3 separate regions of the Sus scrofa genome follow, and all the other regions are linked to region 3. A link is a contact called in public HiChIP or PLAC-seq data. All regions are on one chromosome and are shown on one strand. The core of a region is the stretch at or near the end of the contact, and the rest is flanking DNA. Distances in the headings are between cores, read along the strand shown. Region 1 overlaps LOC106510428 (a long non-coding RNA gene). Region 2 has its middle 140 kb from the start of BTG1. Region 3 overlaps LOC102159901 (a long non-coding RNA gene).

The links. HiChIP or PLAC-seq counts read pairs in DNA pulled down with a chosen protein or histone mark.
Region 1: a contact with region 3 is called in an H3K27ac HiChIP or PLAC-seq map of skeletal muscle, with 8 times the contacts expected there. The contact joins two enhancer-like sites. A contact is called at or near these places in 2 of 2 datasets of contacts at active chromatin or transcription factors (alveolar macrophages and skeletal muscle).
Region 2: an H3K27ac HiChIP or PLAC-seq map of skeletal muscle shows a contact between it and region 3, with 7 times the contacts expected there. The contact joins two enhancer-like sites. A contact is called at or near these places in 1 of 47 Hi-C or Micro-C datasets (embryonic fibroblasts) and 2 of 2 datasets of contacts at active chromatin or transcription factors (alveolar macrophages and skeletal muscle).

Annotation. Positions count from the first base shown.
Region 1 is chr5:90,726,145-90,731,113 of Sscrofa11.1, forward strand. All of the region lies in intron 3 of LOC106510428 (a long non-coding RNA gene), which reads left to right. Among named protein-coding and RNA genes, the nearest start is that of BTG1, 87 kb to the right of the region's middle. Within about 2 kb of position 3,462, at least 11 of the 83 cell types and tissues checked have an H3K27ac peak or open chromatin away from gene starts, as enhancers often do. A contact at or near this core is called in skeletal muscle, where this site is marked.
Region 2 is chr5:90,673,538-90,678,332 of Sscrofa11.1, forward strand. It overlaps the pseudogene LOC110260824. Among named protein-coding and RNA genes, the nearest start is that of BTG1, 140 kb to the right of the region's middle. Within about 2 kb of position 2,889, at least 25 of the 83 cell types and tissues checked have an H3K27ac peak or open chromatin away from gene starts, as enhancers often do. A contact at or near this core is called in skeletal muscle, where this site is marked.
Region 3 is chr5:91,507,980-91,512,784 of Sscrofa11.1, forward strand. All of the region lies in intron 4 of LOC102159901 (a long non-coding RNA gene), which reads left to right. Among named protein-coding and RNA genes, the nearest start is that of DCN, 170 kb to the right of the region's middle. Within about 2 kb of position 3,037, at least 64 of the 83 cell types and tissues checked have an H3K27ac peak or open chromatin away from gene starts, as enhancers often do. A contact at or near this core is called in skeletal muscle, where this site is marked.

The sequences.
Region 1 (4,969 bases), core at 2,212-4,711, 780 kb before region 3:
ATCACCTATTCATAGGTTTATAAACTTAAATATATAGAGAAGATAAGCAAAGGCTGGGAAAAAGTATTTGTAGCGCCCACTGCTGATTAAAGTTTATTATCTGGAGTTCCCATCGTGGCGCAGTGGTTAATGAATCCGACTAGGAACCATGAAGTTGCGGGTCCGATCCCTGGCCTTGCTCAGTGGGTTAAGGATCTGGCATTGCCGTGAGCTGTGGTGTAGGTCGCAGATGTGGCTCGGATCTAGTGTTGCTGTGGCTGTGGTGTGGGCCAGCGGCTACAGCTCCAATTCTACCCCTAGCCTGGGAACCTCCATATGCTGCAGCTGTGGCCCTAAAAAGCAAAAAAAAAAAAAAAGTTTATTATCTTCACTATAGAAAGAGTATTTACAAGTTAATGTGTAAAATATGAATACCTCATATAAAATAATAATGAAGAGTATGTATTCACAGACCAAATTATGAATTCATAAGGAGAACGGTAAAAAACATTATGACAAGATACCTAACTTCAGTATTCAAGGAACAGTAAATAAATTTAAGCAGGATACTAACAGTTTCACTCATCACATGAACAAAAATTATACACACACACACAGAGATATATTCATCCAGTTTTGGTCAAGAGTGTAAAGAAATGGGCCCTCTTGGAGTTCACGTCGTGGTGCCGCAGAAACAAATCTGACCAGGAACCATGAGGTTGCAGGTTCAATCTCTGACTCGCTCAGTGGGTTACAGATCCGGGGTTGCCATGAGCTGTGGTGTAGGTTGCAGACATGGCTCGGATCTGGTGTTGCTGTGGCGTAGGCCGGCAGCTGTAGCTCCAATTTGACCCCTAGCCTGCAGACCTGCAGGTGCTGCAGATGCAGTCCTAAAAAGCAGAAAAAAAAAAAAAAAAAAGAAAAGAAATGGGCACTCTCATTGAAGTGTGAAAATTAGGTTCCTTTTTTGCTAATTTGTAATCTGTGCTAAAGTCTAAAATAATCTATCTGACCTAATAATTCCACATCTAGAACATATTTTGTACAGTATCAGCATTCATATATAAAAATAGGTGTACAAGGTATTCATTGTACATTATTTGTAGTGATAAAGAAAAGAGCTTACTAGAAAATTTCAATAAATGCAGTGCATTCATACAATGGAATATCAGACTTGTTAAGTAAATAAAAGATTTGAAAAAAAAATATCCAAAATATAATATTATGTGAAAAAAAATCCAGGAGCCAACAAATTTGTTCGGTATTTTTCCATTCCTATGAATATGTATGTGTGGCACAAGCGCACACACAGACACGGAGACGTAAAAAATCAGGCATGGTTCTTAACAGATTCTTGACAACAATTATCTTTGGGAAGTAGGATTGGTAGAAAGGCGGTGATTCTTCTTGCCTTATGTTTATTTTTTAATGGTGGAATAATGGGTGAGCATGTTAGTGTGTGTGTGTGTATTTGTCAGTGTCTTCAAGTGAACATATAAATTAATAATGCCAGTGGCTGAAGAAAGGCCTGGGATCTTATTTGAGGCTGCAGATGGTATCCAAGGTGACTTGCATAGCTGAGAATGCACTGAAAGCCAAGACTCACATGCACGCCCTCCTGAGCACATGCTGTCTCTCATGGTCCCTCTCAGTCCTCTTCACCTGGGGCCCAGGGACTCAGAAAGATCTGAGTGTGAAATTAAGGGGGTCTGTGAACTCGAAAGAGAAAAACTACATCTGCGTTTTTATTAGCCTCAAATCGAAATTTAGCTGTTTCTAAAATTACAGGGCAACAAATCCCTGAAGTGTCAGCAGTACCCGTGACGTTATTGCCAGTAGAAATTGCAGCTCTTTTCCGATCTCATTGCAATTGTTGGAGATGTCTCCTAACATGGCTTATGTGGAGTTCTCTATCCTCAATAGAAATCATTTCCGATCCTCCAGTAGATGTTTTTCTTTAACACAGTGATAAAGAAGCACGTCTAGGAGTTCCCGTCGTGGCGCAGTGAAAAAAAGAAGCACATCTATTACTTATAGATAGAAGGTTTTGTTTTTTTTTTTTTCCACTGTTTTGACAACTCTATGTCAGCATATTTGGCTTCCCTCATAATCTGCATACACACATATTTAAACATTATTGGGAAGGGAGTCCGTAGTATTCACCAGACACTCTCCTCCCCTACCCCAGGGGCCATGGCACAGACATTAAATGGTTAAGAATCTGTTTAAGTGTATCGGGCTTTTGAAGAAAGACATTGGAATGTAGGAAACATGATGTGAGATTGTAATTTAGAGGTTTGCAGCTTACTCTTTACATCCTGCCCAAAGATGGCCTTGAAGCCTTTTGAAAGCGTCTGCTCTGTACCAGGCACTTTTCCAAGCGCTGAGATGATGACATTCAGTGAACAGGCAGTGAGCAGCTCCGTGAGCTCGTGTGAAGCTTGTATCCAAAGGGATGAGGCTGGCAGAAGGTAGATAAAAAATAAACAGATCAAATAAATAATTACAGATAGAAGTAAGTTCAATGAAGAAGATAAAAGACCATGGACCAGCATTTGGATTCTTTTCCAAGTGCATCAGGAAGCTGTTGGATGTCTTAAGCAGGGTGGGAAATTGATTCTAAGAAGATAAAAGATAATGGTGGTTTGGACTCTGGAGTTAGTGACATGGAAATGGAAACAACTGGAAGGGAAGTGAGTTGTTTCCTTGCTGACCAATGGTTTCCTCATTCTGCTTAAGGAATAAAACTTCCATTTTAGAGATTATAAAACCAGTCCTCCTCCCAAACCACTAGCATATTCTGTAGATTAAATGATACCTGAACAGTTACATTAAGACATGAATTCAGGAGTTCCTATCATGACGCAGCAGAAATGAATCCAATTGGGAACATGAGGTTGTGGGTTTGATCCCTGGCCTCGCTCAGTGGGTGAAGGATCCGGTATTGCCATGAGCTGTGGTGTATGTAGGTTGCCAACATGACTCGGATCTGGCGTTGCTGTGGCTGTGGTGTAGGCTGGCAGCTGTAGCTCCAATTCCACCCTAGCCGCAGGTGTGACACTAAAAAGCAAAAAAAAAAAGCAAGACATGAATTCAAACTGGTCAATTGACATGATACAGAGAAGCAGTAGGATAGCTTGATACAAGCTTAAGCTGATAATTAAAATTCCTACAGAAGACGGAGCCACAGCTTCTCTGTAGATAGAAAACAAAATCAGGTTCTGTGAGAAAACTATGTTGACAAAGCATGCCATTCCAAACCACCAGAAAAAAACCAGGAATCGTATCATATTCCAAAGAGTCAGGATAGAGCAGCATTTTCAACAAGAGGCCGGCAAGACCACACTTGCAAGATGGAAGCCTGCTAACGAGCTCCCAGCAGCGCTGAGGGTCTTTGGTAACAAGGAGCCTCCAGCTCAGTGACACGCAGCTCGCCTCAGCAGCAGCTGTGTGATCATTGCTAAAGCCTGGCGGCCTCACACGTTGGCAAAGCGCCTTGTGTGATGATATCGCCAGAATTAGCTACCAGGGAGAGGATACAGTGCAGTCGTGTGGCTGCTTCTGTTGTTGTTTCCATTACTATTGATACCGTTTCCTGAGCGCCTACTCTGTGCCCCATGGTTTACTAGGAACTTTGTGTGTATGGTTGTCTTCAGTCCTCAGACAAGCCCACGGGTTAAGGACTACTGCTTAATAGTTCAATGTATGCACTGTTCTTATTGCATATGTAAGGTATACATTATATGAACAAAATTCTGCCTGTTGCAATATTTCCATCATGTAGAAAGTTCTCTTTGACAGTCCTGGGCTAGATGCTTGAGCAAATGTGCTGTTATCCAGTTCAGTAGCCCCTAGCTGCATTCATACTGAGCTCTTGAAAAAGGTGGCAAGAACAAATGAGGAACTGAATTCTAAAGGTCAGAGTTCCTGTGGTGGCCCAGCAGTACCAAACCCAACTAGTCTCCGAGAGGATGCGGGTTGGATCCCTGGCTTCGCTCATTGGGTTAAGGATCCCTCGTTGCTGTAAGCTGTGGTGTAGGTCACAGATATGGCTCGGATCCACTGTTGCTGTGGGTGTGGTGTAGACCAGCAGCTATAGCTCTGATTCAGCCCCTAGCCTGGAAACTTCCATATGCCACGTGTGTGGCCCTAAAAAAAAGAGACAAGAAAATGTTATTTATTTAAATTTTATTTAAGATGTTTGATTTGGGGAGTTCCCATTGTGGTGCCATGGAAACAAATCCTACTAGAAACCATGAGGTTGCGGGTTCAATCCCCAGCCTCACTCAGTGGGTTAAGGATCCAGCGTTGATGTGAGCTGTGTATAGGTCGCAGACAAGTCTCAAATCCTGCGTTGCTTTGACTGTGGTGTAGGCCAGCGACTACAGCTCTGATTGGACCTTTAGCCTGGGAACCTCCATATGCTGTGGGTGCAGCCTTTTAAAGACAAAAAAAAAAAAAAAAAAAAAGAGAGAGAGAGAGAATAAAATGTTTTATTTTTTTAAGTTAATGTAAATAGCCAGTGTGGTTGGTGCCTACCATACTGGGCAGCACAGGTCTAAGACCAAGTGCATACAGCTAGCAAATACCAGAAAAATGGATTCCATCTGGAGATTATCTGGTTCTGAAGTCACGGCTTTAAAAATTAGTAGTAGGTGGGCACACCCTAAAGCATGTTATCATGTTTGTGCCATTAGAACATTTCAGTTAGTGCTCCCAGCTGTTTTCCTGTCTGTGAGTCTAAATCCTGGTGCCTTTAGCAATATTCTGGATGCGTGGGCAGTGTCACCTACTGCGGATACTTGAGTATCAGAACCTCCTGGTTCTGTCCATCGGGCTAATCAGATGTGGAGGGAGGAAGTAAGACTAATAGAGGAACTGTTGGTGCTAGATACTTTCTGCTTGTCTCCCTGATCTAATCTCTCCTGTTCTCTGTTTTGCTGTGGTCTCAGGGTCCTGACAGCCTATGGTCTGCTGAACGGGACTTCCT
Region 2 (4,795 bases), core at 1,639-4,138, 830 kb before region 3:
TAAAACACAAAATGTCAAGCTAGAGAGACAGTCGAAATTGAATTCCATCATAAGCTCTGTCCTGAAGGATGCGGCGGGTGGAAATCGAGGTCAGGAGCCTGCAAACTTTGAGTCAGTTTGCCAAATCTTGGTAAGAAACTTCTGAAAGCAGAGTCAGAATGACTAAGTCACACAGTCGAGATTCACCTACAGAAAGCAGGTGAGGTTACAGATGCAGAAGAGCAATAGAAGGAAGAGTGTCTGGGTCTTAACTGAATATGAGCAACCAGAAAGTGCATACTCAGCTCAAGCCCAATGATGTCTGGAGCCCTTCATGTCAGGCAAGGACAGGGCTGGGTGTAGGTATACAGCTTACAGTTGAAAGCTTCACTCAACTCCCTATAGTGTAGAAAAACATAAAGCCACCGCTGCACAGCTGAACAGAAGGGCCAAAACCCAGAACGATGACACCACCAAACGCTGACAAAAGAAACTCTCATCCATTGCTGGTCAGAATGCAAAATGGTGCGGCCACTTTGGAGGACAGTTTGATGGGTTTTTTTTTTTTTTTTTACCAAACTAAATAATTACCATATGATTCAGCCATTGTGCTCCTTGGTGTTTACCCAAAGGTGTTGAAAACTTATGTCCAAACAAAACCTGCACATGATGTTTATAAAAGATTTATTCATAATTGCCCAAACTTGGAAGCAACCCAGGTTTCCCTCAGAAGGAGAATAGATAGATAACCTGTGGTACAGGCAGACAATGGACTGTTATTTACCACTCCAAAGAAAGGAGCCTTCATGCCATGGAAATACATGGAGGAACTTTAAATACATATTTAGTTTTCTTGAAAATATTTGAAAAGGCCACACACTGTGTGATTCCAACTATAGGACATTCTGGAAAAGGCAAAATTATGGATACACCGAAAAGGATCAGTGGTTGCTGGGGGTTGGCAGGGAGAGTGGGGTCATGCATGGCTGAAACACATGCATTTTAAGGCATTGAAACTACTCATGATAGTTTAGTGGTGGATACATGTTACATGTTATTACACATTTGTCCAAACCCATAGAAGAATATATAACACCAAGAGTGAATCCTAATGTAAAGTGGGGACTTTGGGTAATAATGACCCGTGAAAGCAGGTTCATCAGTTGTAACAAATGTAGCATTGTGTTGATAATGGGGAGGCTGTGCTAGTGTGGGGACAGAGTGGGCAGGGAAATCTCTGTCTCTTCCTCTCAGTTTTGCTATGAACCTAAAACTGCTCTAAAAAAAAACAACCTTTTTTTTTTTTTTTCCGGCCACACCTGTGGCATGTGGAAGTTCCCGGGTTGGGGATCAAACCTTTGCCACAGTGACGACACGATCCTTGACCACAAGGGAACTCCTAAAAAACCAAAGTTTTAATAACTTTTTTTAAAAAATCAAGTTTTGTAAAAACAGCAAAAATAAAGATACTAAAAAGCATGATTAAATCAAAAGTTGCAAGAAAAACTTGCAAATAAAAATTGCATGTAGAGTTCCCTTTATGGCTCAGCGGTTCATGAATCTGACTAGTATCCATGAGGATGCAGATTTGATCCCTGCCCTTGCCCAGTGGGTTAAGGATCCGGCATTGCCATGAGCTGTGGTGTAGGTCGCAGATGCAGCTCGGATCCCAAGTTGCTGTGGCTGTGGTGTAGGCCAGCAGCTATAGCTCTGATTCGACTCCTAGCCTGGGAACTTCCATATGCTGCATGTGCGTCCCTAAAAAGCAAAAAAGGAAAAAAAAAATTGCACCACAGTCTGACCAAAGTCTGTAGTTTAGTTTACTTATTAATATTATACCAAGGATAATGCCTTAGTTCTGACCAATGTAGCACAGCTACATAAGATGTTAGGATTAAAAGAAGCTGAATGAAGTGTAGACAGAAATTCTCTGTGGCTATCTCTGCAACCTCTCTGCACAATCTTAATTCCAAAATAAAAAAGGCCAAAAAAAAAAAATCTCTATATAGCTTCCTTGTTCTACAGTTTACCTCCGTAAAAGATGAGTCATTGCTTAGGATGAATTTTCTTCCAAAAGCCCTTACTGCAATGAGTCAAGTAAGTCAGTTGCTCGGGGCGCATATGTGGACAGGACAGGCCTGGGTTCCAGGTCTGGCGCTGTTATTTACTGGCTGTGCGACTTGGGGCAGCTTTACTTAACTTCTGTCTCTGTTTATTTCACCTATAAAATGAGTACACTAATGCTCGCCTATTACAAAATAATCCGCAGTGCTTTGCCTTTTGCCAGACACATGGGCTGTGCTCAATAAATGTGACAGTTAGTGGTATTGATTGATATCTGTATATCACGTGTGTGTGTGTGTGTGTGTGTGTGTGTGTGTGTGTGTGTGTCAGAATTTAACCTCTCCACAAGCAGAGCTGCCTACACAGCCCTCAGCCTATCTGATGACTGCGCCAGATGAAATGCTAGACTTGTTTTGCTCTGCTTGGGGTTCACAAACAGAAGACTCGTTCCAGCCTTCTCTCAGAAATAGGATTTTCAACTCAGCCACTCTTTTATATTAAAGTAAGCACCATGACCAGATGGTCCCTGTTCTGGAGTTCCAGAATGACATTAAAAATGAGTGGGCAGAGGGACTTTATTAGTCATTTGTTGGCTTCATAGCAGCCATTTCCATGAAATTATAGGACAATGACAAAATTAAAGCAGCTTAGGCTGGGCTTTGGAAAGCTGGTCTCTGTGTCTACAAATACTCACAGGTCAGGAATGTAGAACAGGGGCAATAAACTAAAGAATTACTGCCTGCCGATCCCAGTTCCTTTTGACTGAGAAGCCAAGAGCTCTCCAGAGCTAGGCCCTGAGGAAAATAGTCTAATGACAGGAAATACTGCCCTGCTGAAGGAGGCCGGCAACACCTCGGCTTCTGGGTAGCATTACATCACCAAGGAAAGCTGCTGGAACCTGCCCATGAACAGGAACTCATAGGTGAGGAGAGACTGGAGTCCAACCCGGGACCTTAAGTCAACCCATCCAGGCAGCCGCTTCTGTTCAAGGCTTCCCCAGCGGGCCAGGCCCCTGCTTCGCCCGTGGTCGCCTTGGACCCGCCCTCCTCTCTGCCCTACCATTCCTCTGTGAAGCTACCTTCTCACTCCTTGCATCCACCTCCTCCAGCCCACCTCCCAGCTCGGGGTCTCGGAAGCCAATGCTGGACACTGGGGAACAAACAAATATGGAGCTGAGAGGCTCAAAACCTGAGCTCTGGTCCCAACTCCCCCCCACCCTTGCTTAGGCACAAAAAGAGACTAAGCATCTCCCACAGTCGCAGGGTTCTCACGTCGAATAGCTTCCTCTGCATTAAAAACAACAGCAACAAATTCCTCCCTTGGTCTACAGTGTCCACGTGGGATTGTTGGGAGGTTTAAATGAAACGTGTCAGTATCTAGTACCTTGTAGGCACTCAATTGCCACTAATTACCGTCCCCTTATTATTCATCGGAGAACTTCAGGAAGACACCCAGGGATTAGTAGCATAATTTCCACTGTCATTGGCCTAAATTTTGGCCTTGCTCCTAGCACATGAAAAGTAAAATGTCTTGGAATTTCAAGAAACCTTGCCTTTTGAGATTTTGAAAGCCAAGTGAGTATCAAACTTGAGTTGTCAGCTCTCTCTGAGCTCAAAATCAGAGATTTTGATTGTCATGCCAAAGATGTATAGGAAGTAATTTGTGAATTAAATGACCTTGTTTCTTAACACCCATAGGATATTTGCTTGAAGAAATTTGCCTACTCTTTCCACTTGCAATTTTACTCAAAATCCATTGAAAAGAGAAGAGTGAATGAGTCTTTGTCTAGATCTTGTGTCTTCTTAAAAGCTTTTTATAAATATCATCAAGATACTTCTTTTACTAAAGAAAAGACATAGAGGTGATTTGGATCTATTTTTCCCAAATCTTATCCACTTCCATAGCAGCTCCTAGAATTTCTAATGTGATAGAAAGTCTGCTTTTGTATTTTCTGGAGAATGACAGGGAAATAGAAACCATTTACGAGTGACGAAAAGGTTGTCTTAACTTTTCAGATTGCCTTTCCTTTGAAATCTCAGGTTTGATTCCTAAGTGCCTTTGGTTCCCAAGCAGACAAGGGTCAGTCAGCTGCTTTGTTTCACCTGGACAGCATGTTAGTGGCATCAGGGTAACTGTCATTTTTGGTACAATAATTTCATCCTGCAGCTCATACCTGTCTGCAGGCCTCAGATTTCTGAAGCCAATAATAATTGATCGAATGTTAACTAGGCTTATTGTGATGATCATTTTGCAGTTTTCATAAATATCGAATCATTATGTTGAATACCTGAAAGTAATATAATGCTGTATGACAGCTATACTTCCGTCTAAGGAGGCCTGCCTGCCTGGGTGGTGGATGGTAGTCCTTGAGCCTGCTGCTCTCTCACTACTGCTTCATCTTCCCAGTCCCCCCCCCCCCCGTCCCCGCCCCCCCCCGATGGAGGGAGCGGCCTGGCTGTGGATGGTCAGAGAGCTTCGACCTCCCGCCGCCCATCCCTGGCCCCAACCAGCACAGAGCAGATGGCGGCGGTGGCAGCAGCAGCAGCAGGTGAGGAGGAAGATGGCAGGAAGGCTGCTGGCCTGTGGCACGGGGTATACCAAACTAGGTTATGCTGGAAACACAGAACCACAGTTTATCATCCCTTCCTGCATTGCTATTTAGGAGGCAGAAAAGTGGGTGATCCCGCTCAAAGGAGGGTGATGAAAGGTGTTGATGACCTACCCTTCTTCACGGGTGAGGAAGCAATAGAAA
Region 3 (4,805 bases), core at 1,787-4,286:
ACTTAAGATTTATCACCTGCTTCTAATTCTAGCTGTGCCTGTCAGGATCTACATTCTTTTTCCCTCCATAATGTCATAACTGTGGGCTTTTTTGTAGCATTACTTCCACAATTTTATAGTAGCAATTCTACTAATTGTAGAGAGATAGCTCTACTAGTTGTAGAACTAGTCTTTTGGTCTTAGTGACCAGACTTTGTTATGCAGTGCATGGTTATGGTTTCTTGTCTTTTATATCCTTTGGCCTTCATCTCCAAGCTTCTCAGCTATGACCAGTTTCTCCCTGGCACCTATCACTGCCTAAATCCCAAGTACTTATGTAACAGTTAATCTCAAAATCTAACTTCTAAGTCAGTGTTCTTCCCAGAGCCTGTGGTTCTGTTTCCAAAATGAACAATAAATTATGAGTGATAACAGGTAATTTTAAGGATTCTTGGAAATAAAGTTACCCGGGAGAGTACCTCAATTATCAATTTTGTTTTGGCACAGAAAATAAGAGCCTGAATGATCGTCACCAAATCCCTCAAAGTAGTGTTTATAAACCTTTTAAAATGTTTATTAAATAGAGATTATAATAATGGCAAATCCTAGTGAGTACTTTGAAAAATAACACAAAATGAAAATGGCTTGCTTTATTAACACTACATGATAAATACCTAACTCCATTATAGGGTTGTACTAAATATCAAATGAAGTAATAAATAACACAGCTCTTAGAAAATACAAAGTCTATTCTTAGTATGATTTAAGTATCAGGTATGCAAGAAATGGCTTTTGTATTATTTTCCTTAATTAATCTACTTCTAACTTTAAGACCCAATTCCACCATAATTTCAAGGATTCCTGTAGCCTCCCCAAACTGTAACCAGAGATGGAGAGGTTTAAATCTTCCTAAAGACAGGGAAGAGGCTGTCGTTCCCAGCTAACATGGTCACGTCTGACTTTTTTTTTTCCCACTATCCAAGAGATGCTCTTGAGGTCAGTTGCTCTCACATGCTTGTCTGACGTTATTAGGGAACCTGGGTGTAGTCACCCTTCCCTGTATCCACTGCACTCTTTGGAGCTTTCAGTACCTAGTGTTGAATTCTGGATTCATCCTGACTCTCCAGCATTCACCTGGGGACCAAGGCTCTGGTTCCACTGCTCTGGGACCCACTGTCAATGAGACTTTCCCCTCAATTATCCATGTAAACTCAGAAACTAAAGCCAGGAGGGCTTTCACTCTTCTCTTGCCTTACCATATTCGTCTCTGAAGGGATGAACCTGAGCCACAGAGTCTGTTACCTCCTAGAATGGAAAGCATGGGTACAAAACAGAAGGGAAACAGGGGGGAAATAATATTTTAAAAACATATATTTTATGCAGATGTTCATAAAAGGCTTTATATTACTGATGACCAGTTGAGGAAAGAAAGTAGCTTTGACTTCCTATAAAGGATATTTTTAGCTCTTAAGAAGGGGAGGAAGGAAGCTTACTCTGTGCTTTTGACTCCAGCTTCAGCGTCACACTGGCAGAGAGGAGAGGACTTGTACTTTCTTTCTTCTCCCCTCTTCTCCTCTTACAGAGCACCCTGACGATGGCAGAGGGACAGCTGTCAGGGCTGGGGCTTGAGCACCTCAGCAGCTGGCAGGCACAGGGAGATAAGGTACAGCTAGTACTCACAGCCTCTTCTACTGCAACCACCCATCCTAAACTAAGCATTAGGCACACCCTTAGGGGTTGTGTAAGCATTTGGTGATGAATTCCTTTAACTGGCCCTTGGCCAACATGATAAAGCCAAAACTATAAAACTCACAAAAGTACTGCAATAGGACAGAATCCACATTCTTTCTAGACAGAGAATGTTGAAAACTGCATATATACCATCCTTTGGGGATTTCGTTGTTTAGGAACATAATTCCCTAGGTTAATTTTTTCCCCCATAGGAGACTATTTTAAAGTGAGTGCAAAAAAAAGTTTTTTACAGTGTATATTACCTCTCTAGTTTTCGTATTATTTGTTAGAATAGGATACTCCTCTCAGCAAACCACCTCCATGTTTTACGGCAACATATCTATTGAGGCTCATAAATGCAGTTAAGACCAATAATTAGCAAATGCAATATTTTATGACTATGCATTTCCTTAAACAGGTGACTCTTAAGTACTGCTCTTATTATCACACCTGATCACACAATAAAAATATAATTTCATTTTACTGAAATGTTTGATTTATGCAGGTCTTTTACGTCATGCCAAGAATAAAGGATAATTAAGATTTCACTCAATAATCATTTATCAGAAAAGCTATATTGAAGACAAAAAAATGCATTGAACTTGAAGTTTTCTGGGAAAAGAACATGTAAACAATGCATTTGCAATCTGTATTTTCTTGTCAACAGTGTTCTGGACTTGGTAACCTGTATGCATTTCCTATACAAGAAGTTAAAGTGTGTGTCCTTGTGTCTTACCTCCTGCTTGGAGCCTTTGAAGTGTCATACCATCCCTGAATTATCACCTGCTTAATAAAGCCAGTTTTAAACCATGAAATGGCTTATGAGCTGCTATGTGTTACATAACATTTCCAATGGTTACTGTAGCAACATTTTGTCCTGTACAGCATTTCAGTCCCATGTGAAGTAGACTGTATTGTTATAGGATGCTTTGTCCCATAGTAATGACCGCAGTGAAGCTTAAGAGTTTCAAACACTGACTCCCCACTCCCTTTTGTCCTACCTGAAAGGCACCTACCAAGCCCATTTTCTCCTTTCATTTAAGATTAAAAGGAAGGACGCTCTGAAGAGGTTCGTCTGCTGTGCAACAGCGACCCCTACAGGCGAAATGCCTTGGTGGTGCTAAAACCTCCCAAAATTCCATGTTTCTGCTTCAAATCAAGTCCCACTTTATCATGGGAGTCATCACAACATTAATCCAGAACTGCGTTTACTTTGAGAACATGGGATATTTGTGATTCCCAAAAACCAAAGTCCAAAGCTTTAGGAGCTTTACTACTTACTCTCCACCTCACACAAGTCTTTGTCTTCTCTTTGTACCATGTAAGGGAATCGTGATTGAGTTGCTTTCTATTCATCAGCAAGTCAACGTAATAGCATATTTGTGCATAGTCAGAACACAACGCCTTTGATTTTCTCTTTTTTTGAGCAGAGAAAACGCTCGGAAAATAAGTTAAAATATCAGGAAGGAAGAAAAAAAATCCTAGCGCACTTGCTTTTCTGGGTTTGCAAATGTGTGTAGCTCAGGCACCCGATGATTCATCCCCTGAAAGTCTGAGCACTCCATTTGTTTTGTAGATTTCACTACCCCCTTTGTTCTGCTTCAAACCTTTCAGAGGACTGAAATGCATTATTACCTTGTTAAATCTCAACCGAAATCGCTTCTACAGCCTGAAGCTGTTTTGACGTGGGTTGAGCATCTCACACACAAAAGAATTGCTTTTGTTCCCAGAAGCTCTCATTGGCTAAGTGGCCTTTGTACCGAGCCAATCAGAAGCTAGTTGTTAGGCTTCGCTGGCTATTTTTAGCCTCACTCGCAAAAATACTTGGTCTTGGAGAAGGTAGGCTGCAGAATGAAAGTAGCATGTTAAAGCAAACAGCTAAATACATTTTGCATGTCGAGGCATGTCTGGCATTTTTTTTTTAATTTTTCATGCGTTGTTATATTAGCATGTGTTTCTGTAAACAATAAATTTAGGAATAGAACTGCATTTTCAGTTAAGAATTTTTCTTTTAGCAAAGAGGCACTAAGTCTAAGAAAGAGTCAGTATTGCTTTTTTTATCCAAAAGCATCTGGTTTCACAAACTCACAAAAACGCCAGTTACATATAGGGAATACTAAGGGTTCTTTTTTTTTTTTTTTTAAGAATTTCTATGAATTTCCATTTTGAGTTAATAGAAATTTTCAATGACTTGTTAATCATGAATTATAAAGTCACAAAATCATTCTCTTGCTTGACCTTTAAAGATCTATATAATTCTCCAAACAGGTATGCACATGGTGTGTAGCAATTAAAATCATAAATATTCAGTATGTTTTATGCACAGTGATAAAGCATTCTCTTGATCGTGTTCTTTCATTTGAGCCATTACTCAGTAGACACAAGAAGTATTCTCCCCAAATGCTCTTGAAGTGACAAAGCATTAGAACACACAATTTGTTAATTATCCAATATTATTAGGAAATGAAAGTTACCAAATGAGAAAAGTTGGGCCCTGAACTTTGGTTTTCCATCAGCCGCCTGTTTCACTGGGCAAAAAGGAGGCAGAGTCGAATTGAACCAAAGTTTCATAACTTAAAGCATTTTATTTGCAGGAAGAGAGCCCTCTTCCTGGGGGGAGGTGGGGTAAGAGCAAATCTATGTCTAATTAGTAAAAACATTTTCAGGTTATAGATTTTCCCAGTATTTGGGAATCTCAGGTTGGGATTGTGACCTCATTTGCTGTGGCTTCCTTGCTTGTTTTAAGAAAAAAATCCCTGGAATTCCCGTCGTGGCTCAGTGGTTAACAAATCCGACTAGGAACCACGAGGTTTTGGGTTCAATCCGTGGCCTTGCTCCGTGGGTTAAGGATTTGGCGTTGCCATGAGCTGTGGTGTAGGTTGCAGACTCGGCTTGGATCTGGCGTTGCTGTGGCTGTGGTGTAGGCCAGCAGCTACAGCTCCGATTAGACCCCTAGCCTGGGAATCTCCATATGCCCTGGGAAGCAGCTCTAGAAATGGCAAAAAGACAAAAAGACCAAAAAAAAAAAAAAAAAAAATCCCTTTTTATTTCTGATTGCAAGCAATCAAAATGCTATTTACATGACACAGAGGATC